Regions from separate parts of the Mus musculus genome. Here region 2 is linked to region 1. Evidence: chromatin contacts called from public Hi-C data. All regions are on one chromosome and are shown on one strand. The core of a region is the stretch at or near the end of the contact, and the rest is flanking DNA. Distances in the headings are between cores, read along the strand shown.

Region 1 (5,718 bases), core at 2,067-4,566:
TAAGCCTTAGTTTTACAACGTGTATGCTCCCACAACACGGCTGGCAATACAAAAACCAGGCAGATGAAACAGAAATAACTCAGAAAAACTAACTGAGAAACACACAGCTAAATGCAATCAGACCAGCTATTGAGCAGTCTCAAAGAACACAAAGGAGCATACGTTCTCTCAGCTCCACACGGGTGCCCTCCATGCTTTTTTTATTTTTATTTTTTTAATACTAGTATTCTTTCTTGACTGTAAGTCTTGAAACAAACAACCCCCCCCCATTTCTTAGCAAGAATCATTTAAGAAACTGGGGGGTCTAGGTTCCTGTTTAAGAAGAAAAAGAAAATAGACATATTCCAAAGGCATTACAGTCATTTATCCTTAGTCTAAACTGGATACGAGAACTCGGAGCAAGCAGCAGGCTTATGTTATTTTTAATGGAATGCAATTGCCTAAAAGCCAATACAAAGCCACACACACGCTCTTTCAGAATGCTTCGAGGTTGAACTTTGCTTTTATAGCATTTTGTACAGAACCTTTGACAGAAAATGGCATTAACATAATATTGACTATTTTTTCCATTCCCTTGGAACAAGAAGTAAAAGGATGAAAATGGCAGATAAGTGCAGGATCACAAATGCAAAATATTCTAAGAACATATTTTTTAAAATTCTCATAATCTGACCAGTTATGTTGATCACTAATTAGTTTATATTCTTGTCAAATCACATAGAAAAATCATATTATAGTGTCATTCAATAAGAACATGTTTAACAAGACAAAATTAATTATAAATTTATTTGCTGCATAGTACCTTTATTTGATGCAAATGTTTTGTTTCCTCCTTTTCAACAGATTCCCAAGGCATAATATCTTTTAAATTTTTCCTAACAAATATAATAGCATTAAAGGATTGCCCATCTACCTTGTTCATCGCTCTGTTTGAAATTGCTAATACATTTCTCCCCACTTTTGATCATGAATGAATTTTTAAAAGACCTCCCAACTCTCTTTTGAAGAGAAAAGAAAAAAAAAAACTTAGGCTACCAAAAGAGCAGTCACTCTGTTCTTTCTGTTAAAATAAAATGAACTAGAACGGGTTGTTCGCAGTTCCTGTCTTAGAAAGTGTAGAAGTCTAACTAAAGAGCTGAGCACAGAAGCTGCTGGGAGCGTTCACAGATACCTGATTTTACAAGTTTTTGTGAAAGAGCTCGCCTGTAATGTGTGTTACTCCACCATTTATGAGGGTTGTTTGTCAAGACAAAATATAAGGCGCCTCCTCCCCACAAATTAAAGAATCAAGTTACAATCCATTATTTCATTTCTGATTGTTTTTCTTGGTAATAAGTGGGAAAGTGGATACTGGATAAAAGTCTTCATGGAGCTAAAAAGACTCCGACATTAAAGGCTCCAATTAGCTATAAATCAGTTGTCTTTCCTACTGGGGTAGAACAAGAGAGAGAAGAGAGGGGGTGGCTAGAGAAAAGGAGAATTGGAGGAGCTTCCAAATGAAATTCTGAAAAAAGATATCTACTGCAGACTTTCAGGGGCTGTTAAGATAATCTGATCAAAAGTAAGTGTAAAACAAACCCCCGGAATCACGTGTGGATCTTGCCTTTTAAGATCTCTAAAGCGCATCTGAAGAGGTTAGGGACCCTCATAAAACAAAACTTTTATGTGCAGGCTTCCCTGGCTTGTTCCTAAACCCGGAGATGTGCCACACACTGGCACTATTGTTATGCAAACAATGCCTAGAGGGCTATAACCATTAACGACCTCTCATTAAAATGGCTTTCAAAAATTTGTCACACCATCTAAAAGCTAACAGGTACATTAAATCCACATTCAAAAATACGAATCCTACAAATCCTTATTCTGAAACTCAATGCAACAAAAATTCAGAAACGATGTTTTTGCATTTCTCTTTCAACCGTAACAGTTGTCACATGCGAACAACTTAACTTCTCTGCTTTTCGCGTATAGTGTAATGCCCGCGATGGAACACTTATCAGCTGTATCGTGTGCGCGCGCTGCAGTTAACTGGCGAGAGTTTGCGGTAGGAATGAAAATCAAATTAAAAAAAAAAATTCTAAAATGAACTCTCAAGAAGTGTGGCTTTAAAGGCTACAGTCGCCTTTTTGCTATAACATTCAATCCCTTTGTGTATGTATTTCACAAATTTCCCCCGTGGATTTTTTTTCCCTGAGAACGGTGGAGTGGTAGGGGATCAAGTCACATGGGGCAGCAGGCGTGTATTGCTTTTTAATGCAGTTTAACAACAATAATTCGTGCTTGACAAACTAAGATGTCAGAATTCGTTAGGAAAAAAATCATTAGGCTTATCAGTGCAAAAGTGAGCTCGCTAATTTATGTGACTTGAGTTATTTTCCCTTTTTCTAAAATGTCCATTGCCTACAAAATCCCGAGGAAATCCTGGCATAGACCTACTGCGTCTCGGCCAGGTCCCCGCGAAGTCTGTGGGACTCCGGTCCTGACAACCCTTCAGCGACTCCGCTCTGAGGGAAGATAAGCCCGCGCGGCCGCGCACCTCCGGACCCGAGGGACCGCGGGGCGACACCGGACCGCAATGCCACCCTGGCGGTGAACCCCACTCTGCTCTGAGACCGAGGGACAGGGAGAACTGCACCCCGGTGGGCTCTGAGGAAACCCAGGGGAACACCCTCCTCAAGCCAGAGCCCGGACTGCTCTGAGGAGACCTGGGGGACCCCAGAGCCAAACTCCATTTGCTCTGATAAAACTTGGGGGCTCGCACAACCGGACTCCGGTCTGCCCTGAGCTCTAAGGGACCCCAGAACTAAGCCTCGTTCTGCCCTAGGGACATCTAGGACCGGACCCTAGCCGGCTCTAAAGAGTCATAGGGGACTCCAGAACCAGACCCAGGTCTGCTCTGGGAAATCCCACCTCCCCAGGCAGTCCCGAGGTCGTCACCACCGTCCGCCGCCGCTGGCGATCCCCGCGCTGCCTTCTGTTTGGGACCGGTTCTCCCAAGACGCTCCCTAAACCGGGGCGGGACTTGAGAAGCCCGCATCGCGGTCCCCGCGGAGGCGCGGAGATGACAGGCGACCTCCGGGCCCCCGGCCTCTGAAGGGATCCAGAGGATGCTTCCAGAAAGCGTCCGCCGGACGGCTTTACCTTGGTGTACTTGATCTCGAGGTTGGGCGTGGGCGACGGCAGGAGCTGCAGCGAGGCCATGAGCGCGGCGGGGTCGGCCTTCACCTCGCCCGGCATGGCGATCTCGCTGGAAGTCATGGGCGGCCACGGGTGGGTGTGCGCGGGGCGCTGCGCGGCCGGGGCGCGCTCGCTGTATATAGGCAGGTGTCAAGCGGGGGGCGCTTCTTATTGGACGTGCGGCCCACAGGCGCGGGGGGCCGGCCCAGGAGGACATTTGCATACGGCCGCGCGCGGCGCCCGCACGGTCAAGTCCGCGGCCCACGCTCCCGCGGGCGCGCCCGGGGGGGCCTCGACGGCCGGAGCGCAGCCTCGGCGGGACCGCGCTGGCCGATGGCAGCCCCGCGAGCCTTAGCGCTGGTCGGCCGGGAGGAGAGGCGCCCGAGCCGCGGCCCCGCCGAGCCCCGCGCCCTTCCTAACACTCGCTCTTCTCCTCCCCCGGGGTCCCGAGCAGCCCGAAAGAGCTTTCGCTCAGCCTTCCGCGTGGCGCGAGGGGCGCGTGGCCGCTGGGTGGGGTGATAGATGCTCCCCACACTCCCAAGGAGAACCTTCTGGAACCGCCGACGCCGCGCTGGCCCCCACCAGGCTTCTCAGCCCAACTGCTGCCCTCTGCCGGCCCCGCGGCCTAGTTGTGCCTGAGGCCGTGGGCTTCATCTGCCTTGGGTTGCCTGGATATTCCAGGTCTTGATGGTCTCCTTCCAGCCCTTTCCTTTCCTCTTCCCATCCACACCGGGAAACACTTGGGATTTTCTGTTGCTCTTCCTGTCAGAATCTCCGGGTTGAGCTTCCATCTCCATCCCTTCTCGTCTTACAAGCAGCCTTATAGTTGAGTAAAGATGGGCGCTGATCAGGAATCAGTAGCCTAGACAGTTCACTCCAGATAGCGTGGGAGAATCATTGGACCAATATCACGAGCCCATATAGATAGCTCTTTATAGGGCTTTCTGCCTCTATCCCCATGAAAATCCCACAGCCTTATCCAACCTGACTCTTCCTGTTTTTCTATGGAAGACTCTCAACTCCCAAGCAACTGCTTCGCTCTTGCTCAATCATTTCTTTGCATGTTGTTCACTACAAAACACTTACTTTAGATGTGTTCATTAACTAAAATTCCGTAAATGATTGGTGCTTAGATTCTGTGCAGACAGAATGCTGTTGTCTTAATTGAATTTGTGAGACAAGTTCCAGGCTCCGAGAACTCTTTATAGGGTATCTGCCTAAAGTGACCGAGCAAGCACTACGTCGTCGTCCTAGAGCAACAATACAGCCTAATTTAGGCAGTTGAAAAATTCCTATTCACAGGGAACGTTTATGGCCAAAGAGTGTGTCTTAATAACCGAATATACTCCTAAGAATCGCCTTTATTTAAGCTGTAGAAGACTGAGAAAGAATAAGAAGAATGGTGGGGAGGTAGCTCTGTAGGTAGAGTGCTTGCCTAGAACGCTGGGTTTAGTTGCCAGCACCACCTTGAACTGGGGTAGAGATGCATGCCTGTAATTCCCAGCATCCCACTGGATGGAGGCAAGAGGATTAGAAGTTCAAGTTCATCCTCTCTTACAGGAGAGAAGGAGCGAGGGAGGAAGAGAGGGGGGAAGGGGAAGGGGGTACAGAGGAGGAACGGAGGGAGGGACAGAGGAAGGGAGGGAAGAGGGAGGGAGGGAAGGAAGGAAGGAGGGAGGGAGGGAAGGAGGGAAGGAGAGAGAGGGAAGGAGTCTGTTGGGGAGGAGGATGATCTCAGGGTTTGGTGAAGGAAGAGCAAACACCCCAGCAAAAAAAATAGTTTTTGGTGCTGTTCTTTGTTTTGGTTTATTGTCGAAGTTGTTGTTTGAGGTGTTTTGTTGTTGTTCATTTGTTTTGTTCAAAGGTGTTTTCCCCATCTTCCAAGCAGGGCACCATGCTGGAGGTCACTTTAAGACAAGATGAAGAGCCTTGCTCCTGGGTAAGCTCACCACCTTTCCTGTAGATCTATAGATAACTGTCTGTAAGAGGGACAGCTCTCAAAAGTGGAGCAAAGACAAGACCTTGGTGCTCCACCTAAGTGGGAGGCCGGGTATCTAGGGAAGCTGACCTTTTGCCCTGCTTGTGGCTAGGGAAGTGAAACTTCACTGGTAGAGGTGGGAGCACTGCTGCCTCCGCAGAGGCTGCTGCAGCAGCAGCAGCTGAACAGAACTGTTTGGGAATGTTTCAGGGAGCATCGGCTGCAGCTGGAAGAGCAGCAAACGAGGCTGGTAAGTCAGTTAACTCCAGGTTGTGGGAACCTTAATGCTTCTGGGGAACTTAATGATGGAAGTACCGAAAAGCCATTAGAAGTCTTTGAGGAAGAAAGAAAAGGGGGAATCTTGTGGGCCGGATGGCTGAAAATGGTCTGGAAGGAGTGTCTGAAAGCATAAGCCAGAATTTGCACTTTTGACCCAACTCTTCCATTTCTTATTTGCTACCTGCAATTGGAAAGGCCAGTCAGTATGTGGATCACAGGATTTATCAACGCTTGATGCAGATAAACTGAGTTCTATCTTGGAAGGTAAGGGAGTGTGTCTTGAC
Region 2 (5,550 bases), core at 397-2,896, 3.6 Mb before region 1:
CTTGGAGAAGGAGGAGGAGGAGGTTGACTCCCTGAGCTGGCTCTTCCAGGTCTAGGGACACCTCTCTTGAAGAAAGGGGAGGCGGAGCGGGACGAAGCGCGCCCAGCCTTTCTCATTCCCTCCCACCGTCAGTCCCTTATCTCGCCCACGCGCCCAGCGCCTCACCTGCTAAGCGGAGCGCCGACATGCGCTGGAACTCCGGCTCCTGCAGCCACTTCCACATCCTCCGGAAGGTCTCCCGACCCGACTTGAGTTTGCTCCAGGGCTTGGGGTTTCGCAGCAGGTCCGAAAGGGTCCCCTGGGAACGGCAGAGCACCCTCTGCGCGAAGATGGCCTGTGGGATGCTGTAACGTTTGAGCTCGGTGGTGATACGCTGCGCCACCTCTTTGGTATTGATCTCTTCCATCTGCCCTGAATTACTTCCATTGCTGACCTGCGCGCCGGTCACCGAAGGGTTGGGCTCTCGGGCTGTGCCCAGGAGCTGTCCGTGGCCCTGGGCATTCAGGTGGGCATGAGGATGGTGCGGAGGAAGGCCGTTGATGGGTACCATGCCGGCCGAGGTGGGCGTGAGGTGCTGCTCCCCGTGGCGACCGAGCATGGCAGGGTGGTGGGCTTCAAAGCCATTTGGGGTGAGCATCTTGTCGGTGGGCATAGCCGCGCCGGGATGAGCATAGTGGGGAAGTCCTTGCTGGGAGTTGTGAATGCTGCCCAGACCGGAGCCAGAGAGGGGCGAGAGGCTCTGGCCCATGCCAGCCACGTCCTTGTGGTAGGGGGTATAGAGGTTATTCATAGAGGCCAGCCCGCGCTCATCCCGCATAAGTGTGAAACTACCGCTCACGTTGCCCGCCAGGCGCTGGTGGTGGTGTGGGTGGTGGTGGTGATGGTGGTGGTGATGATGGTGAGGGAACTTGTCGGACACGGTGGAGATGGGCGGCAGCGGCTGCAGAGGGGTTAAGGTAGTGTAGGTGGTGGGCATGCTCATACCTGGGGGAGTTTCACAGGCCATGGTCATGGTGGGGTGCAGGGGGCCAGCCAAGCTGTGCTCAGGGGCGCGGTGGTGGTGGTGGTAATCGCTGCCTCCGCTGCCGCCGTCCAGCAGGGACGCCATGCCCATGGAACGCGGGTGCGCGGGAGGCAGGTGGCTGCCGCGGTGTCCCACGGAGCTGCGCGCGTGAGGGCTGCCGCCCAGCAGGTCAGCAGGGGCGGGCACCGGCTCATGGCTCACCCCGTGCAGCTCGCCGATCGCCTCCATGGTCAGCTGTGCGTTCATCGTGATGCGGGCGAGCGGGCTGCAACATCGATGTGGCCGGGCAGAGGCGGCGAGGGGCGCAAGGAGTCCAGTCTTCACATCGGCTGCCTGCGACTGTGGCCTTTCTTCCTCTCACTGTGGGGATCTGTGTCTCTCGCTCTCTCTGTGTGTGTCTTGCCTTCTCTCTTGCTCCCACCTTCCCCTCTGTCTTTTTTTTTTCTTTTAATATTAATTTCCAAAAAGGACCCGTGCTGTTGGGAGAGCGCGGTACCCCTAGCCCACCCAGCCCGGCCCCCTCTCGCCCCTCTTCTTAGAATCCTGCTGCCCCAGGCTCCCTTGACGCGGCCCGTGCGCCTGCCGCGGCTGCTGCCTGCCTGTGCCGCCCGCCAGCTCGAGCCATGGCTCGGTTACTGTTGCAGACTGTGGCTGCGATTCCGTAGCCGCCGCCGCTGCCGCTGCCCGCCCTCACGCCCGCCGGGCGTAGCGCGCATGCGCGCTTCCAGGCCCCGCCCCCTCGGTCCCAGCGCTCCGTGACGTCCCAGCACAAATGAACCGAGGGGGTGGGGTGGGGGTGGGGGGGACAGAGCTTTCTCAGCGGCGCCGAATGGCCCGGGATCAGTGAGCACGTGCACGGGACGCGCGCAGAGTGCGACCTGGAGCCGCCTCCACAGTCCTCGGAGACTTGCTACCTCCTGGTCTTCCTCACTACCTCCCTCTCTCTTTCCATCCGGACTTTCTTGCCTGGTTTCTGTCACCGTGAGCCAGCTAGGTTTGAGAACCAGAGCCCCTGAGTCTGAGTTGCTAGTTCCCGGTACAGGTTACCGGCGGGGAGTAGAAACTATGTCATGGCCCAAAGCCCACTCGCCCATTGGGCTTTATTCCCTAGAGGATCGCTGGAGACCAACTCATTCACTGTCCTTAAATAGTTGTCCTACGGGGACTTGGGACGTGTATATACCCTGAAGGCCTAGGTCGGGACGCTGTATCCCGAACTGCCATCCATGATCCTCTCAAGTACTCCTCGAACTACCTTTCTCCATCTGAGCCCGGGGCCGAGGAGCACTCAGGAATCTGTGCTCAGTGAGGAGCACTCAGATCGAGGCCACCCCTCACTGTCCCAGACCTCAAAGAAGGTCTGTCACTTTGCTCCCAATTAAGATAGCTCTCCCACTTTGGATAACTCTGCTTGGGGGATACTGAGGGAGACAGGAGAGAGGGCCTGGTTAGCATGGAAGGGGGCGGGGGGGGGGGGACGGAGCTGGTTTTTTAGTTACTCCACAGCCTTTCTAGAAAAGAACCTAGAGGCTTGGAAGAAGTACCCCACGCAGGCAGAGTGCACGCGGCTGAGCCGAGCGGCTTGGACCGCAGGGACGCTTTCCTTTTCCTGGCGTCCCTGCAAGAAGCCTCCAGATTTGAAAATCAATTCAGCTTTGGGCATAATTGTGCCCCTGTCACAGTCACGCTCCAATCCGGAATTGAACCCGGGCCTTCAGCCTGGTGGGGACGCGTGGGGAGGCCCCCAGTGTGGGACACACACCCGGCCGCCACATGCCGCGGCTTTCTTTTATTTACAAAAGAAAGAAAGAAAAAAGTCCGTAACAAAAGGCAGAGCCTTGTCTGCTTAGGTGCTTTTATCCCTTGGAGAAAGGACAGATGTGCCCATTGTCAGGCCCTTGGCAGTTACGGCCGGGTCAGCGCCGAGTCTCAGCCTGGGGCTAGCGGTGCTCACAATAAAGATAGCCTCAGAGCGGGCTTTCAGGGCTCAGCTACTGAACAAAGTGTCTGAGGCCTGCTCTGTGCCAAACACAGAACCCACCGCCTGTGTTTCCTTGTAACGGTTTTCAGAGAGCCTAGGATTGAGTCGTGGTGGTGGGGTCTATAAGAAAATTTTGGTGTGGTCAACCCAGGGTGTGGTAACCTGAAATCTCATCAGTTAAGGTACAAACAGGCTCATCTCTTAACCCAAGTGCCTGCCTCTAACAGCACAAGGCCCACAGTCAAGGTCAGTGGGTACAGAAACACTTCCTAGAAGACTAACTCTGCTGGGTCTCAACATTAGAACAGGATCCATCCTACCCAAATAATTCCTGTGGACCCTACTTCAAGCCAGCTTGGTCATGATCATTTAGGAATCTGAACCCCCCAGGAAAAGGTCATGGGGGGATACATTGGCAAAACCAAAATAATACTAATTTAATTTATTTATCATTGCTTCAGATACACTCAAGTACAAAATATTTTCTAGAAACCAAATCTACCTTCCTTCTTTTCTTTTCTTTCTTGAACTCCTTTCCAGTAGTATAGAGTGCTTGCATCTCTTGTAAGACCAAAGGATGGGTTGAAATAATCTCAGCTCAACTGTTCCTTCCACCATATTTTAATCCCATTGAAATGATTGATCTGCCCTTATGGCCATCTCTTCTTGAACGACTGTTCCTTAAAAAGAAAGAAAGAAAGAAAGAAAGAAAGAAAGAAAGAAAGAAAGAAAGAAAGAATTAGTTCACACATCATCGGGTATTAGTTCACACATCATCGTTCATGGTGCTACCATCCTCCAGTTAATTAGAGACTTGATCTTGGAAGTCCTTCTTCACGGTGACTCTTAGCTGAGCCCCCAGAGAGGTGGGATCAAGGAGCTCAAGTCTTTACCAAAAGGGACTCGGTCCAAAGGGACCTTGTCAAAAGGGTGTCTTCTTTCAGCTTTGGTTCCCAAAGGAGAAAAGAAGTTGAGGAAAAGATCTTTAGGCCTTGCTCCCCTCAGGGTTTGACATCACCCCCACCCCCACCAATCTCAGACTTGGTTTACAAATTTCCTCTCCCTCCTCCTCTTCCACCACCACCTCCACCTATTCCTTCTCCTACTTCTCTATTTTACACCTTTTTTTAAGCACTATTTTTCTGTAGTTGCTGAGTTAGAAGCATGGTGTTTTTCACACCTCAGAAGTATTTTCTGGCCTCTGAGGGAACTGGAGCTACCTGCTGTCATCTGGTCTTCATCTAGGAGTGCCCAGCACAAAGCTTGTCCATCCCCCCCCCCTCACTTCTTTCCTGCAGCCTATAGTACTTGCCTCCCTTATAAGACCAAAGATGGATTGAAGCAATCCTAAGGGAAGGGAAAGGCTATAGAAGAATTCCTTGAAACTGGACAGTAAGTGTGTGAAGCAGAGAACTTAACTGCTCCAGATTCTAAGCAACTGAAGGAGAATCAAAGAAGAGCAATGTAAAAACTATTAAAATACAAGTTTAAAAAACAGGGGCTAAAGGCTCAACTAGCTGCTTGTTGCAGGATTTTCATCTTGGAACCCAACTTTTGTGCTACTGGGGCCTTGAGCTGGGCAAAGGCTCTATCACTGATGTTTCTACGTGTAAATGCCTGTTGAGTGGGTAGGTATGTGAAATTTGTCCTCTGCTAGATTGGCTACAGTTTGCAGGGCAATGCCATCAGACTTGTGAAAAAGGCTGTTCTTGTAAATGCTGGCCACGTGCGGTTCTCTAAGAATGGCCCATGTGATTCAGGGTTAATGGCTTGGTTTTCTTTGTGAACAGTAGATGTGTAACATATGGACCATTCAAAAGAAATGTTTCTATGCTCTTTGGGGCATCAGGTGTTCAGTCCCTATTTGGTGACTGCCGTCCTGGGTTTCAGAAAGTGTTCCTACCCAGGGCTTCAGGTAAGAGATCCTTGGCTACAGCATTTGAAACCTAAACATTTCTGAAACTTGAATGAAACTCCCAGGGTGGGACATGCGGATGGCATCTGGCTTCAGCAGAACTCTTGATAGAATGGGGTCAAAGATTTTATTCTAGCTGCTTCCTGTAGGGTTCTACTGTTGTGCCCAAAGTCTTTCCATCTCTGGAGAAATTTATTCATAAAATTGCTGTTGGCTTAGAATAGATAAGAATTACAGAAAAATGGTGGCCTGATGATTTATTATTGAAAACAATTAAAACAACACATTATTTCCCAGTTCCATGCGATGTGGATGTGACTTCTCACTCTGGTGGAGGAAGTGGGAACCAGTGCTTCTAACATGCTCTTTCAAGCTTTGCCCCTGTATTTAATGTCTAGATAGCTTTCATTCGTCTGTTCAGCTACCCTCTTTCCTTCCTAAAAATTGTTTTACGCATGAAAATGGGTTTAAACCCAGCCTTTTCGCACCATTTCTTTTGTCTTTTATCCCCCAAATCCCCGAAGATGATCCAACCCCACCTAATGCGGAGTTCCAGGAACTGCTTGGAGCCGCCTCGGTGGCGGTCTGAAAACTGACCACTCCAAGAGCGTTGGTTACTTCCTGGGCAAG

Evidence for each region. A called contact is a pair of places that touch in the nucleus more often than the background predicts.
Region 2: a Hi-C map of cerebellum shows a contact between it and region 1, with 3 times the contacts expected there. The contact joins the promoter of Onecut1 here to the promoter of Aldh1a2 in region 1.

Annotation. Positions count from the first base shown.
Region 1 is chr9:71,213,387-71,219,104 of GRCm38.p6, reverse strand. It overlaps Aldh1a2 (aldehyde dehydrogenase family 1, subfamily A2), which reads right to left and starts at 3,316. Exons shown (of 14, transcript NM_009022.4): 1 at 3,142-3,316. The coding sequence starts at 3,258. It overlaps Gm3458 (predicted gene 3458), which reads left to right and starts at 3,719. Exons shown (of 4, transcript NR_110518.1): 1 at 3,719-3,858; 2 at 5,066-5,116; 3 at 5,366-5,405.
Region 2 is chr9:74,858,017-74,863,566 of GRCm38.p6, reverse strand. It overlaps Onecut1 (one cut domain, family member 1), which reads right to left and starts at 1,646. Exons shown (of 2, transcript NM_008262.3): 1 at 166-1,646. The coding sequence starts at 1,270. Gm33562 (a long non-coding RNA gene) reads left to right here and starts at 431. Exons shown (of 4, transcript XR_870924.1): 1 at 431-505.